2 separate regions of the Mus musculus genome follow, and region 1 is linked to region 2. Evidence: chromatin contacts called from public Hi-C data. All regions are on one chromosome and are shown on one strand. The core of a region is the stretch at or near the end of the contact, and the rest is flanking DNA. Distances in the headings are between cores, read along the strand shown.

Evidence for each region. Hi-C and Micro-C count contacts between places; a contact is called where the count stands out from the background.
Region 1: a Hi-C map of epidermal suprabasal cells shows a contact between it and region 2, with 2.6 times the contacts expected there. The contact joins two enhancer-like sites. A contact is called at or near these places in 1 of 39 promoter capture datasets (embryonic stem cells), 1 of 15 datasets of contacts at CTCF or cohesin (hippocampal excitatory neurons), 8 of 484 Hi-C or Micro-C datasets (brain, embryonic stem cells, epidermal suprabasal cells and 5 more), 5 of 115 datasets of contacts at active chromatin or transcription factors (double positive thymocytes, embryonic stem cells, neural progenitor cells and 1 more) and 2 of 9 other capture datasets (embryonic stem cells and liver).

What each region holds. Positions count from the first base shown.
Region 1 is chr1:34,720,717-34,728,167 of GRCm38.p6, forward strand. It overlaps Arhgef4 (Rho guanine nucleotide exchange factor (GEF) 4), which reads left to right. Exons shown (of 14, transcript NM_001368773.1): 2 at 988-4,443. Among named protein-coding and RNA genes, the nearest start is that of Gm32920, 35 kb to the left of the region's middle. Within about 2 kb of position 2,110, at least 15 of the 459 cell types and tissues checked have an H3K27ac peak or open chromatin away from gene starts, as enhancers often do. A contact at or near this core is called in epidermal suprabasal cells, where this site is marked.
Region 2 is chr1:34,652,958-34,659,986 of GRCm38.p6, forward strand. It overlaps Gm38647 (a long non-coding RNA gene), which reads right to left. Exons shown (of 4, transcript XR_865332.2): 3 at 5,570-5,853; 4 at 4,279-4,643. Among named protein-coding and RNA genes, the nearest start is that of Gm38647, 10 kb to the right of the region's middle. Within about 2 kb of position 4,639, at least 2 of the 459 cell types and tissues checked have an H3K27ac peak or open chromatin away from gene starts, as enhancers often do. A contact at or near this core is called in epidermal suprabasal cells, where this site is marked.

The sequences.
Region 1 (7,451 bases), core at 860-3,359, 65 kb after region 2:
CCCTTTTTCATCTTTATGTATATATGTGCGTATAGGTGTGTGTGTGTGTATGCATGGATGGGTATGTATGTGTGTGGTGTATATATGCTTATGCATTTGTATGCTTGTGTTTGTGTGTGTGAATGTGAGTGTGTATATGCATGAGTGTATGTGTGTGAGTGTGTGTACATATGTGTGGAAGGATATGTATGGGTATGTGTGGTGTATGTTCATGTGTGGGTGTCATATTTTTATTTGTATGTTTGTGTGCATGTGTGTGCAATGATTGTTCATGTTTGTATACTTGTGTCTTCATGTGTGTGTCATATTTGTATTTGTATGTTCGTGTGTGTGTGAGTGTGTATGCATATGTGTGTGGAGGGATATATGGGTAAATATGTGTGGTGTATGTTCATATTTGTATTTGTATGTTCATGTGTGTGTCATATTTCTATTTGTTTGTTCGTGTGTGTGTGTGTGTGTGTGTGTGCAGTAATTGTTCACATCTGTGTATTTGTGTGTTCATATGTGTGTGGGGGTATATATGTACCAGAGTATGCATGTAGAAGTCAGATGACAACCTTGATTGTCAGTCCTCGATTTCCGCCTTGAGATCAAGTCTCTCTTATTTATTGCTGCCGACACCTAGTTAGCTAATCCTCGAGCCTCTAGCTATGCTCCTGTCTCTGCCTTCCACCTTGTCATAGGAGTGCTGGGATTACAGATTTGAGCTACTGCACGTGGTTTTATTTCAGTCCCAGAGATCCAAACTAAGGCTGTCAGGCTTGCATGGCATGCTCTGCACAACGAGGCAAGGTCTCTGCCCTCTGTGCTTGTTTCCTGTGTTAATGCAAGGTAGCTCGTGGTCCTTTGCTTCCTTCCTGGGGCTATCTGGGAAGTGATGAAGGGCATTTTCTTCCTATGAAAGAAAGGTGTGCATAATGGTATAAATGTGCTTGCTGACGTCCTGGGAACTTTCCTCTGATTCTTCTCTTCTTGCCCTTCTAGACTCCAGAGCCAGGTGTGCCCCCTCCAGGTGAGGAAGAGTGTGAAGACAACCAGCTCCACCCAGGCCCTGCAGACTCGGAGGAACAGGAAACAAACCCCGAGGACTTGGAGACACTGTCCCATAAGAGCGAAAGTCGATCCGGATCCGATACAAAAACAGATCCCTTTGAAAGTGCTTCTGAGGCGGAGTCCCTCCCGGGTGACCTCACTGGTGGAGTTGGCCTCTCCGAAAGAGAAGCAGGCTGGGGATGCCCTGAGGACTCAACAGTTAGACTTCCCCAAGGGCGGCATTTGGTCTGTGACGAAGGGCTCCATACAGAGGAAGAGCCGGATCTACCCTCAGGCTTAAAGGCAGGTTCTCAGCTAAGTAAATTGCACATGTTGACTGCTGGAAGACGGGATGAAGCATGCCCCTGCAGCCGTGTGGCTAGCTTTGTACAGGAGTCTGTGCCAGCATCTGTGTGCTTCTCGAAGCATGCCAGCAGCAACAGCAGTCCCCACCTGCAACAGGCCAGGTCTAGGGGCTATCTGGATGCCCCTGTGGTCTGTCCTTGCTTTCGTCGACACTGTGAACTAGGTCAGAGCTGGCCACAAATCCACATCAGGACTGCAGCAGCAAAGATACCTCCCACAGGCTCACAGCACAATGACTTCCCTCTGTGGATCAGGACAAAGAAGGGGCCTGCTCCGAGGTCCACAGTGGGCACAGACTTGTTCTGGGTTCATCCCTTCCTTGACATAGCCTGTCAACCTCGATTGGGCACACCTTATCTCTTAGACACCAAGTGTCACCAGAGTACCCCAGAAAATCTTGGTGCCAATGCCAAGCCACCTCAAGGGTACCTCTGCTGGCAGGTAAAGACTCTGGTCAGGGCCCATTCTATAGCTTCATTTCCTTTAGGTTGTCCTAAAGAGCCTCTGAAGCAGAAAGGTACAAATTGGCCCTACTTGCGGGAAGGGACAGAAATAGAACCCGACCACCCAATCCTTCACAAAACCCAGTCTCCTGGGCCCACCCAGCTGTCTCGTTTACTTCCTACTTCTCAAAGCAGGGCCCCTCCTTTGCAGGGTGAGTGCAAGCTGAGTGATTGTAGCTTTAAGAGGGCATCTCCAGACACACCCTGTGTAGGCCTTCCACTGGAAAACCAGGTAGAACAGGCTTCTAGGTCATGCCCAGCCCCTTCCCACCTTACTTCAGAATTGCTGAAGCTCAACAGCCAAGAGGAAGTGCCCAGGCCGGCTGAATGCAAGCCAGGGCACAGCCCAGAAAGCAGACTTGAGGAGCCCAAAGGTGTCCACCCTGATGATGTTATCAGTAAACAACAGTGCCTGCTAAACATCTCCGGAGAGGCAGGAAGCCAGACGGAGAACTACCCATCAATGAGTGCTCTCCAGGAGGAGAGAAAGCCGCCTGATAGGGCCTCCCTCTTCCCACAACACTGCTGCCATGGTGAGGTACCTGTGTGCAACAGAATGCTTGCAGGTTCCTGGGAAGAAGAGAGCGATAGCGCCTGTGCCCCAAGGACAGCCCTGAAATCAAGTGTCATTGGCTCTTTAGAAGCAGCAGAAGAGGGAGTGGTTCTAGACCTCCAACGCAATGGGAAGGCCTTGCAAAGTCTTTTGGACTTCCCAACATTGGAAGTATCTCACCGCAACCCTGGGAGTGAGTGTGCACAGGGACCTGGGGATGACCCGGAGCCTTCCCCTTCTGGCCAGCGGCAGGCTCCAGGAGCCCACGGGGCCTCCAGGCACAGCTGCAAATTCATTATGATAGCAGTAAAGCAGGAAGGAAGGCAGACTTCTACAAGGAAGGCTCACTGTCTCATAGAACCACAGTGTGGGCACCTTCCAGAGAAGGGGACAAGCGCCACGGCTTATGAGTCTTCCAGGGCCTCAGAAATGCCCGTGTTTGGCAATGAATGTGAGCTGCTGGGATGTCCAGGGGCAGAGGTGGATGGTGGGGCTCTTCAGCTGCTGGCCCAAGGCATAGAGCACGTGAGAGTGCCAGTCTCTAGGACTTCTTCGGATGACACTTTGAGCTCAGAGGAGACACTGGAGGGCGAGCTGCTTGGGGAAAGATTGGACTTAGGGTCTGAGTGTGTACACACCGAGCAGAACCAGGAGTTGCCCAGCTCAGATCGCAAACGAGGAAGGTGTGGCACAGGCGATGCGGAGAATGCGGAAATCTGCGCCTGCGCGGGCGAGGTAGAGGGTCCCCTTTCAAGAGTCTTGGCTTCAAGCACCACAACACTGGAGTTCCAGGAACCATGCGGTGGGTTTCAGCAGAGTGTGCTGGAGTCAGAGCAGCACCCTGCCTGTCTTCAGATGACCCCTTTAAGAACTGACATGCCCTGGTCCAGGGAGATGCCTGGCGGGGACATACCCTACAGCCAGGCCTTAACCTCAGAGGACTTGAACCCAGTTTGCCCTAGCCCCGAAGAAAGGGTCCCCCACAGTCCCTGCCAGGGGGAACCACCTCTGCACCACGTGCACCAGAGCGTATCTCTGGAGACCAAATCTGGTGTGATTCAAGTAGGGACATCTGGGGACCTCAGCGGTGAAGGACCTTCCCCAGAAAGCTACAACATCAAGAGACTGAAAACAACAGAAAGCAAGATCAAAGCCAGGCTGGCCTTAGCCCATAAGACCTTTACCAATTTTTTTGAAGCCAAAGTTATGGAGAAAACAAATACTGGCTCTGTCAAAGGCGAGAAAGAGAAGCGCAGGCGAGCCCGGGGCTCCTGGCGTGCGTTTCTGAGAAGCAAAGATGCGGAAGGCTCCAAACGACCTGCTTTAGTGAGTGGGGTTCCAGAACCAGGCTTTCCCCAACTCCTCTGCTCTTCCCCACCAGCCACCAGAGGCCACTGTGAGAAGTGGACGATTGACACCGACAGCCATGTATTTGGGGAGCACTGGACACCCCTAAACTCCCCTGCAACTCTGTCCTCCAGCCATCTGGCTTCTCCGGAACACCGGAGGAGAAGTGAACCGACCATAAGACGCACTGCTGCCCAGGAAAGCAGTACGCACCTCTCTTCTGGAGTCTTCCCAAAGTCTTCCTGGCTGACCTCTGCCACCAGCCCCGGAGCAGCGCAGATTGACATCAGTTTTGCCCTCCCCTGCAGCTCTGCCTGCCATTTGACCTATGAGAACCAAGGCATGCCCTGCAGACCCACAAGCCCCAAACCCAGGAGTCCCATGGCTGGGGCGCAGAGGATGGATCTCTGCCTTAGAGGCAGGACTAGTGCTGTCTCCATGGTCTCTCTCAGAAGTGACAAGGACGCCAACAGAAGTTCAGAAGTCCCCGAACGGCCCAAGGCATCCAAGGCCAGGGCGAGCCTCTTACTCTCTCTGCAAACACTAAACCAGAACGACCAGAAGGAAGACAAGAGCCAGTGCCAGTGTTACCATGGCCTGGGCACAGTGCCCTTCCTTAGGGACCATCCTGGGAATGAGGTAAGTGAGCTGTTGGTGGTAACAACTTGTTCATTACCTAAGACAAGTGGAGGGATGTTCCCTTGAGTTAGTAAGTGTTTCTGGGGCAGGGGCTGCTTCAGCTCAAATGGCAATGGGCTCTCTGCTCTCACAATGTTCAGTGAGCTGAATTCAAGTGGTCAGGCATGGCTGCAGTGCTTCAAGCTACTAAACCACCTAGATTTCTTAGTATTGGTCTCATAGAGGTCAGGCTGGCCATCGTCTTGCAGTGTAGCCAAGGAGGGCCTTGAGCTCCTGATCCTCCTGCCCACACCTCCCAAGTGTTAAGGTGACAGGCATGAACCACCATGCCCAGCATTTTGTGGGGTGCCAAGCATTGAACCCAAGGCCTCATGCATGCTAGGCAGTCACTTTACCAACTGAGCTACATCCTTAACACCCTTTGCATCACTTTTAAGGTAAAATTTAAAAAAAAACATTCAATATTAAAAGACACCATAGGGAAATTTACTTCACTGAATCCAAATACAGAATACAATATAACATTATAAAGCTTCAACACACACACACACACACACACACACACGGAAGGATAGGGCATCTGGAGGGTGGTCAGGGCTTCTTGGAATGTCAAAAGTATGTATGTAAGTGCAAGGTGACTCCATCACCACCCTCCAAGGATGCGTTTAAACCCCCATTTGCAACTCGCATGTCCAATGGCAGAACTATCACCACACAAATAAGGCTCAAAACTCAACAGTAAGATCACAAAAAACATGTCAAGTTTCAATTACCTTTGCAACTTTACAATATTGCCATAGACATAGATGAGACAGCTTGAGGATGACCCTAAAGCTTAAATGCAAGGCTGGGCTGGCATGATGTCTCAGCGGCTAAGAGCTCTTGCCGCTCTTGCGTAGGATTAATGTTCAGTTCTTGTACCCACCTCAGGAGGTTCACAACCACCCATAACTCTAGTTCTGGGGGAATCCAAAGCCCTCTGCTGCCCTCCAATGGAGCCTGCATGGGCATGTGCGCATACACACAAATATAAAATGAATCTCAGGCACAGGACTCGCTAGTGTCATTCATGGCTGGCACACACAGGCTGGAGGTTGTTCATTAGTGTCTTCTGGGCAGTGGTGGTGCACACCTTTAATCCCAGCACTTGGGAGGCAGAGACAGGTGCATCTCTGTGAATTCAAGGCCAGCCTGGTCTACAGAGCAAGTTCCAGGACAAGCCAGGCCTACACAGAGAAATTCTGTCTCAAAACAACAACAACAACAACAACAACAACAACAAAACAAACAAACTAACAAAAAACAAAACAAAACAACAAAAAACATCATTAGTGTCTTTACTGCTCCTTTGCCTTGTGACCGCCTAAGGTCAGGTATGGGATTTTCTAATTTGGGGTTTTGTGTATTTTAGGCTTATTTGCTTTCATACGAGGGATGATCAATCTGTAGCTACACAGCTTCTATTTTATATCATGGACAGAGCTGTAAAGCAATGACTATCAAGTGTAAGGACATGCAATGACTGTCATCAGCAAGATACACAAATTCCTTGCCCTTGAGCTAAATTCCTTTCTACTCACATCCTCCCGGCCCTGGTTGAACTACTTCCAAGCCCAGTCAATGGTTACATTTCAAAAATGTTATATTTTGAGATTGGCTATTTACTTAGCCTAAGTCCTTTGAGACCTGCCTAAGTTGTTTCATGTATCAATAACCCCTTTTCATAGCTAATTAATAGTTTATCTTTAACCATTCATCTATTAAGAAACATTTGGGCAGCTTTCAGATCCAACGTATCACAACTAGAACTCTTGTGAACGTTTATGCACCACACCATGGTGGGTATACATTTTCATTTCTGGTCAAGAGCCCACATGATTGACAGCTCACAGGTCAAGTACGAGGTTAGAGTTTGAGAAATTGCCAGGGAGGTGGCTGCCCAGTTAAAGGATAAAGACTAGAGTTTGGATCCTCAGAATTCATCGGCATGCCAAACTGGCATGGTAGCCCACTTAAAGCTCCAGCCCTGGGAGGCAGAGACGGGGACCTTACAGTGCCCCGAGGCATTATCTGCCAAATGTTATTCTTTTGATTATGTTCCCACAATGCAATGTACTTTGAGCATATTACATCATCCATGCTCTGCTAATGACTCTCTTTTGTTTCCATCCCATCAGTCCCTCTGTCCTCTACCCAGTTTCACCTCCACTCTCCTGTCATCCATTTTATATGTGATTTTTATAAACCTAAAAAATCAGGGCCCCACCGACGAGAGAAAATATGTAACAGTTGTCTGTCTCGGTTTGGCTTAATTCCACTGTGCAGGCAAACCACATTTTCCTTATCCATTCCACTGTTGATGGACACAGAGTTTGGTCCCTTATGTAGCTCTTGTGAACAGCGTTTCAGTAAGCATTGATGTGCAGGTGTCTCTGGGATATGTTGACTTGTAGTCTTTGAGGTCATACCGTAGGGTAGGGCTATTTTTAGTTTTGTGAGGAACCTCCATACTGATGATTTCTGTACTTTGAGAAAAATTTGTTAGGGTGTGAGATTCAGGTAGAAGTTCATTTCTCCACCTCTGGGTAGTCAGTTACTGCAGCACTGAATTGCTTGCAGTATTAGGTCTTGAATGGGCCATATGGGTTTCCACTCCTGTGTCTTCAATCTGTGTCTATCATGTGCTCAGTTCCACAGGATCTTAGTGACTGTCAACGAACAACGCCTTAAGACCTAGTAAACGGACTATTCCCACTTTCCATTTCTCAGAATTATTTTGTTCTAGTTCCTTTGCATTTCCATACCAAGTTTAGAAGAATCTTAACTTTCATCTGCAAGCATCTTTGCTTAGACTTTGGTGGGAGCAAGGTTAAGCGGTGTGAACTGAAACCGAACAGGAGTCTTTACCATGCTGAATAACTGATAAAAACAGGGTCTTCATTTTCTAGATCTTCTTGTCTTTCCGTTCTAGACAATTTTGGTTTGCTTTACACATAAGCTATTGTAAA
Region 2 (7,029 bases), core at 3,389-5,888:
CTGGTTAGAGCATCCACGTAAGCTTGAGCACTCAATATCTTTTCTTGCTCAGAGTTTCAAACACATGACAATCTTTCAAAAGGTTAAAAACATGATTAGGTCTGTTGCTGCAACAACCCCCACTTCTGGTAGTAATTTCTGTAGTATTTTTTTCTCTGTCGCTGAGATAAATATTCTAACCAAAAGCAACTCATGCAAGGAAATCATTTCTTTGAGTTATGAGGTCAGGAGGTCAAGAAAGAACTGAAGCAGAAACCATGGAGAAATGCTGCTTACTGGCTTGCTTCCTAACTCTGCTTAGATACCTTTCTGATTTAGCCTAGGACCCCTGTCTAGGGATGCACTGTCCACAGTGAGCTGGGTCCCCCTATACCAATCAGCCATCAAGGAAATGCCTTATATGCATGCCCACAGGCCAGTCTGATTGAGTCAAACTCTCAGTTGAGGCTCCCTCAAAGAGTTTTAGACTATGTCAGGTTGAAGGTTGAGGCTAAGTAACTCTCCCTTGCACTTTCTTTTTTGTTTGGTTTATTTCTAGTTTTAAATCACCATTCTCAAAGTGCAAGGAAGTTAAGTTAATAATACAATGAGAGCCAGGTCAGTGTCCCTCTGACTTGTAAGGAGGTGAAAGACATATGCATTATAAACTATAAAATACTGTTGTAGACTCTTGAGAATATTGAACAATTAGAAGCAATCCACTCTCATGGATTAGAAGACTTAGTGTTTAGAAGCCGAAATACCTTATGTGATCTTTATATTCAGTAAAGTTATCAGAAAAAAAAATCACTCCTCAGACTTGATAGAAGTTAGACATGTAGATCAGTGAAATAAACTGAGATTCCTGAATAAAAACTTTTATGACTATGGTCAGATGGCTTTCAATGAGAGGAACAAGTCTATTCAATTTCTCCAACAATTCATACAGAGACAGCTTAATGTTCATGCTGAAATGAATTAATTTGAATCCTCCATCTTACACCATGTGCAAAAAAAAAAAAAAAAAAAAAACTCTAGATTAATGACACACATCAGAGCTAAAGTCCACAAGACACTTAGGAGAAAAACTGGAGATAAATCATTACTTAGTAATGAAGAGAGGGAGGACCAGCTCTTTCCCAAGATACAGAATATAGGTTAACTGGGGCATGGGCGGTGGCTTGCTTGGTAAAGTGCCTGCCAGGCAACCAGGAGGACTGGCATTCAGATCCCTGGCACCCAGACAAAAGCTAGGCATGATAGCAGATGTCTATAATCTCAACCCTGGGGGAGATGAGAAAGAGAAAGATACATCCCAAGAACTCACTGGATGGCCAATTGATGAGTTCCAAGGAAGTCCTACTGTGTGTTTTCAGTCTTTGCTGTGGCAGCTCTGAGGGATCCTCTCACTCCTCACCCTTGCTTGGTGTGATGTGGGACTGACTTCACCAGTACAGCTGGCAACGCCTCCACAGCCCAGAAGCTGGGGCAAGTGGACGTGGGTGTCTCTGGAGGTGGACACACCCTGGCTGACTGCCGTGCCTGTGGCTCCTTCCATTAGATCCTGCTTAGATCTGTTCCCTGTACACGCGCGCGCACACGCGCACACACACACACACACACACACACACACACACAGTGCCTGGGATTCTATCCACTTTCAAGATTCAAACATGGCTCCTGGAAGCTCTGCTTGTCTTTACATGAAACACCCCTGAGAGGAGGTTTGAGCACTGACTATCACCTCCGCAGAGACAGTAGGTGTTTCATCCCATCTGAGGGAGTTTGCTGTCCCAAGAAATAGGTGCTGTCTTCCCCAAGTTGTCACGCAAGACAGCACTGATTTTCTTCAAAATCCATGCTCAGTGTGATGGTTAATATTAATTGTCAACTTGGTAGGACTCAGAATCACCCAGAAGACAAACCTAGGAGCACACCTGTGAGAGATTATTTAGATAAGGCTAGCCTCTCAGTTCACCTGTGAGGGAGTCTCTAGATTATGATTATAGAGATAGAAAGATCCAATTTCACGGTAGTCAGTGCAACCCACGAGGGAATGGAATGATTAAGAGGAGAAAGCTAACAGGGTAGGAAGGTTCACAGCTCTCTCCTGATTGGCTGTGGATGCAACATGACCAGCTGCTTCACATTCATGTTGCTGTGGTCTCCCTGCCATGATAGAGTACATACTCTGGGAGCCAAGAGAAACACTTCTCTTGGATCTCTTTAGCTGGGGCATTTTGTCACAGCAATGAAGGAACAAACACACCCACCATCCCACTTAGTTTCTAGAATTATGGGGCTCAAGTCTAGTGGATCTGTAAAGACAGGGTACAAAGTATGACCTCCGAGGAGGTGCATTGCACTCCCAAAGAACTCCCGGGGAGGTCTCATTTATGAAAGTACAAAGCCAGGGACACACGTGATAGAATAAGGACAGGGGCAAATGGGAGAAAGGACATAAAAAATGAACTCATTGCCTAAATATAAGTCATTTAGTTTATGCCTAGAAAGAAATACAGTGGGAATTACATGATATTTGGTTTAATGGCCACTTTCAGCCATTACCCCAAAAGCACAGACAACAAAAGAAATATTGGATAAGCTGAGCTTCATTAAAACTAAAGCATTAATGTCTCAACATAGTCACCTGATATAGTGAAAAGCAACCCAGGTGTCTGCTGTGTGCTGTACTTTCGGAGCACAGACTTCTCAAACTCTCACAACTTTACAATACAATCACACAGTTCCATCCAAAAACTAGCAAAGAAATAAACAGCTGAAAAGCAAGAAAAGAAAATAGACATGTCTCCTAAGAAGGTATTAAAGTATCTGAAGTACACAAAAAGATGGACAATGCTATTTATCACCTAGAAACTGAAGCTTCTGAAATAGAGTACTGCTTCACAGCCAGGGGGATGGCTGCAATTAACACACACACACACACACACACACACACACACACACACACACACAGGCATGCACATGCACACAAACATACATGCATGAGCATGCACACACACACAAAGAAGGAAAGGAAAGGAAAGGAAAGGAAAGGAAAGGAAAGGAAAGGAAAGGAAAGGAAAGGAAAGGAAAGGAAAGGGAAGGGAAGGGAAGGGAAGGGAAGGGAAGGGAAGGGAAGGGAAGGGAAGGGAAGGGAAGGGAAGGGAAGGAAAGGAAAGGAAAGGAAAGGAAAGGAAAGGAAAGGAAAGGAAAGGAAAGGAAAGGAAAGGAAAGGAAAGGAAGAAAATGAATAGTGTTGGTGAGATTGTGGAGAAATTGGAACCCCTATGCAAAATCCTCTGTCTACTTTCCAGGCAAAGGCCTGGTTTCATCTTACCCCAGAGCTCCACATTCCAGGGAAAAGAACAATCATTTACACTTTCCTTTGCTGTGATCAAACACCTGACCTGAACCAACACAAAGGAGGGTTTATTCTGGCTCACACTTTGAGAGTATAGTGCATCATGGCAGAAAGTCACAGCAGCAGGACCATGAGGCAGCAGGTTACACTGCATCACTGCAGCAGGAGTGTGAGGCAGTGGATCACACTGCATCACTGCAGCAGGAGTGTGAGACAGCAGTCACACTGCATCACTGCAGCAGGAGTGTGAGACAGCAGTCACACTGCATCACTGCAGCAGGAGTGTGAGACAGCAGTCACACTGCATCACTGCAGCAGGAGTGTGAGACAGCAGTCACACTGCATCACTGCAGCAGGAGTGTGAGACAGCAGTCACACTGCATCACTGCAGCAGGAGTGTGAGACAGCAGTCACACTGCATCACTGCAGCAGGAGTGTGAGGCAATGGATCACACTTCATCACTGCAGCAGGAGTGTGAGGCAGTGGATCACACTGCATCACTGCAGCAGGAGTGTGTGGCAGTGGTTACACTAAATCATTACAGCAGGAGTCTGAGACAGCAGTCACACTACATCACTGCAGCAGGAGTGTGAGACAGTGGATCACACTGCATCACTGCAGCAGGAGTGTGAGACAGCAGTCACACTGCATCACTGCAGCAGGAGTGTGCGGCAGTGGATCACACTGAATCATTACAGCAGGAGTGTGAAACAGCAGGTCACATTACATCCTCAGTCAGGAAGAAGGTAACTTCAGGTGCTCAGCTCATGCCCTCCTTTTTATTCGGTCTAGGAGCCCAGCTCGTACAACTCTAGCCCACAATCTAAGAACTCCCTGAGGTTCGAGCTTGGAGGTTTCTTTCCTGTGTAATTCTCTATCCACTCAAACTGTCAATCAATATGAACTGTCACAGAGAGGAAGCTACTTGCAGCAGACACCTTGCCAGATGCCCATTTTCCTCATTTAATCCTCTCAACTTTTAACCATGGGAGGCTCTTTCACCTGGTTTTAGGGATTAAGAGAGTTTAGGTGACTGCTTGAGGACACCCAGTAAAGGGACATATAAAGAACAGAGCATTCCATTCTCTTTTCGTGTCAAAGGGACCTCCTGTCTTTCAAGCACCCATGGATAAAGGTCTCTAGCAGGTCTTAGGGGTTGGGAGTGCATATTTGGGATGATAGCCCTTTTGTCCAAACCTCCTCTTGGTGTTTCATGGTAGGCCAAACAGCTTCTGGGAGCCATGCTTGAATCTTGAAGGTGAGTAGAGTCCCATGTTCTCTCCTCTGCCAAGAACAGGTCTAGGCAGGATGGAAGAGAAGGAGTTACAGGCATGACAGCCAGGGCTCAGCCACATCCAGACACACCCACCTCCACCTGCCCTGGCTCCCAGCCCAGGGAGGCTTTGCCATCTCCTCTGGTGGAGGTGGACTCACCAAACCAAGCAAAGGTGAGTGGTAAGAGGGTGCCTGTGAGCTGCCACAGCCAAAACTGAGGACACACAGTGGGGTTTCCTTAGATGGTGTAAACATATATTCTTTCCCTCTCCCCTCCAGCCCTCACTCTATAGAGAACACAACATCACACACACACACACACACACACACACACACACACACACACACACGAGCATTCCTTTATATCACACAGACCATACCTATATTACATTAACCCCACTGTACTGGCTGCTTTTGTGTGTCAACTTGACACAAACTGGAGCTATCACAGAGAAAGGAGCTTCCCTTGAGAAAATGCCTCCATAAGATCCAGCTGTAAGGCATTTTAGTGATCAAGAGGGGAGGGCCCAGCCTATTGTGGGTGGTGCCATCCCTGGGCTGGTAGTCCTGGGATCTACCAGAAAGCAGGCTGAGCAAGCCAGGGGAAGCAAGCCAGTAAGTAACATCCCTCCATGGCCTCTGCATCAGCTCCTGCCTCCAGGTTCCTGCCCAGAGTGAGTTCCTGTCCTGACTTCCTTTGGTGATGAACAACAATGTGGAAGTGTAAGGTGAATAAACCCTTTCCTTCCCAACTTGCTTCTAGGCCATGATGTTTTGTGCAGGAATACAAAGACTAAGACACCCACATATTATATATAGCATACCCACACATGCACATATACACACACCATGTACCGTGTACACCATACAAACACACCACACAACCCAACACACACACACACAACCATCAGGAACTATCATGGGTAAAATTAGACCTAAGTGAAACCTACCGGGATGTGATCACATCTAATTAGCAACTTTCAGTCTGCACACACTGTGATGGTTAAACGTCCACTTGATTGGATCTGGAATCAAGGTGAGTGGCTGAGCACACAGCTGAGAGATTTTCTTGTCCTTGGAAGGCTTGCCCTAATTGATGGTGGCATCTTCCAGTGGCAGGCCAGATGAAAAGATGTGGAAGAAGGAAGCTCTTGCTTTGCCTGCTTGCTTTCCTTCTTGCTGGCAAGTTGATCTATCCTGTTGATCCTACTCCTGATGCAGCAGGATTCCTTTGCTAAGAGCAGAACATAGCTGTTCTAGTTTGCTTTTTTTTTTTTGCTGCTGTCATTAAAACACTGATCAAAACCAACACAGGGAGGAAAGGATTTATCTTAGTTAGGGTTTCCATTGCTGTGAAGAGACACTGTGACAAAGGTAACTCTTATAAAGGATGTCATTTAATTGGGGCTGGCTTACACTGTGACAAAGGTAACTCTTATAAAGGATGTCATTTAATTGGGGCTGGCTTACAGGTTCTGAGGTTCATTCAGTCCATTATCATCATGGCAGGAAGCATGGTAGCATCTAGGCAGGCATGGTGCAGGAGGAGCTGAGAGTTCTACATCTTGTTCCAAAGGCAAACAGGAGAGGAAAGTCTTCCAGGCAGCTAAGAGGAGGATCTCAAATTCCACCCCCACAGTGACATACTTCCTCCAACAGGGCCAGACCTACTCCAACAAGGACACATCTCCTAATAGTGCAACTTCTGGGGTCAAACATATTGAAATCATGCCACTCCCTAGCCCCCATAGACTTATTCAAACATATGAGTCTATGGGATTCATACCTAGCTGTAGTGTCATCTAAAATACATTTAGTCCAACTTTAAAAGTCCCCATAGTCTATAATAGTCTCAACAGTGTTAAAAGTTCAAAGTCTCTTCTGAGATTCATTGAATCACTTAATTATAAACCACTATAAAATCAAAATCAAAAAGCAGATCACCTACCTCCAACATCACAAGATATACATTCCATTCCAAAACTTCATGGTGAGGAAATACTGGTCCTAAGCAAGACCAAAAACCAGATAGACAAACTCCCAACTCTGTATCTCCAGGTCTGATGCCCAGGTCCTTTCTGCTTTGTTGACTGAAGCAACAGTCCTTTGCTCTGGCCACATGGCTGAAGCTGCTGAGTTTTGCTGCTTGCTGGGGCTGGAACATGGCCCTCTTGTTCTATTAAATCCTTCACTGCCTGAGCTTGGTTGTCCTGGAACTTGCTCTGTATATTGACCTTGAACTCAGAGATCTGCATGGTTCTATCTCCTAAGTTCTGTTATTCAAGGCGTGAACCACCCTGCCTGGACTTAAGCTTTTCTTCACCTATTATTTGCTGTCTCAGGTTGTCCTTGAACTCAGAGATCTGCTTGCCTTTGTCTCCTGGGACTAAAGGTGTATACCACCATGCCT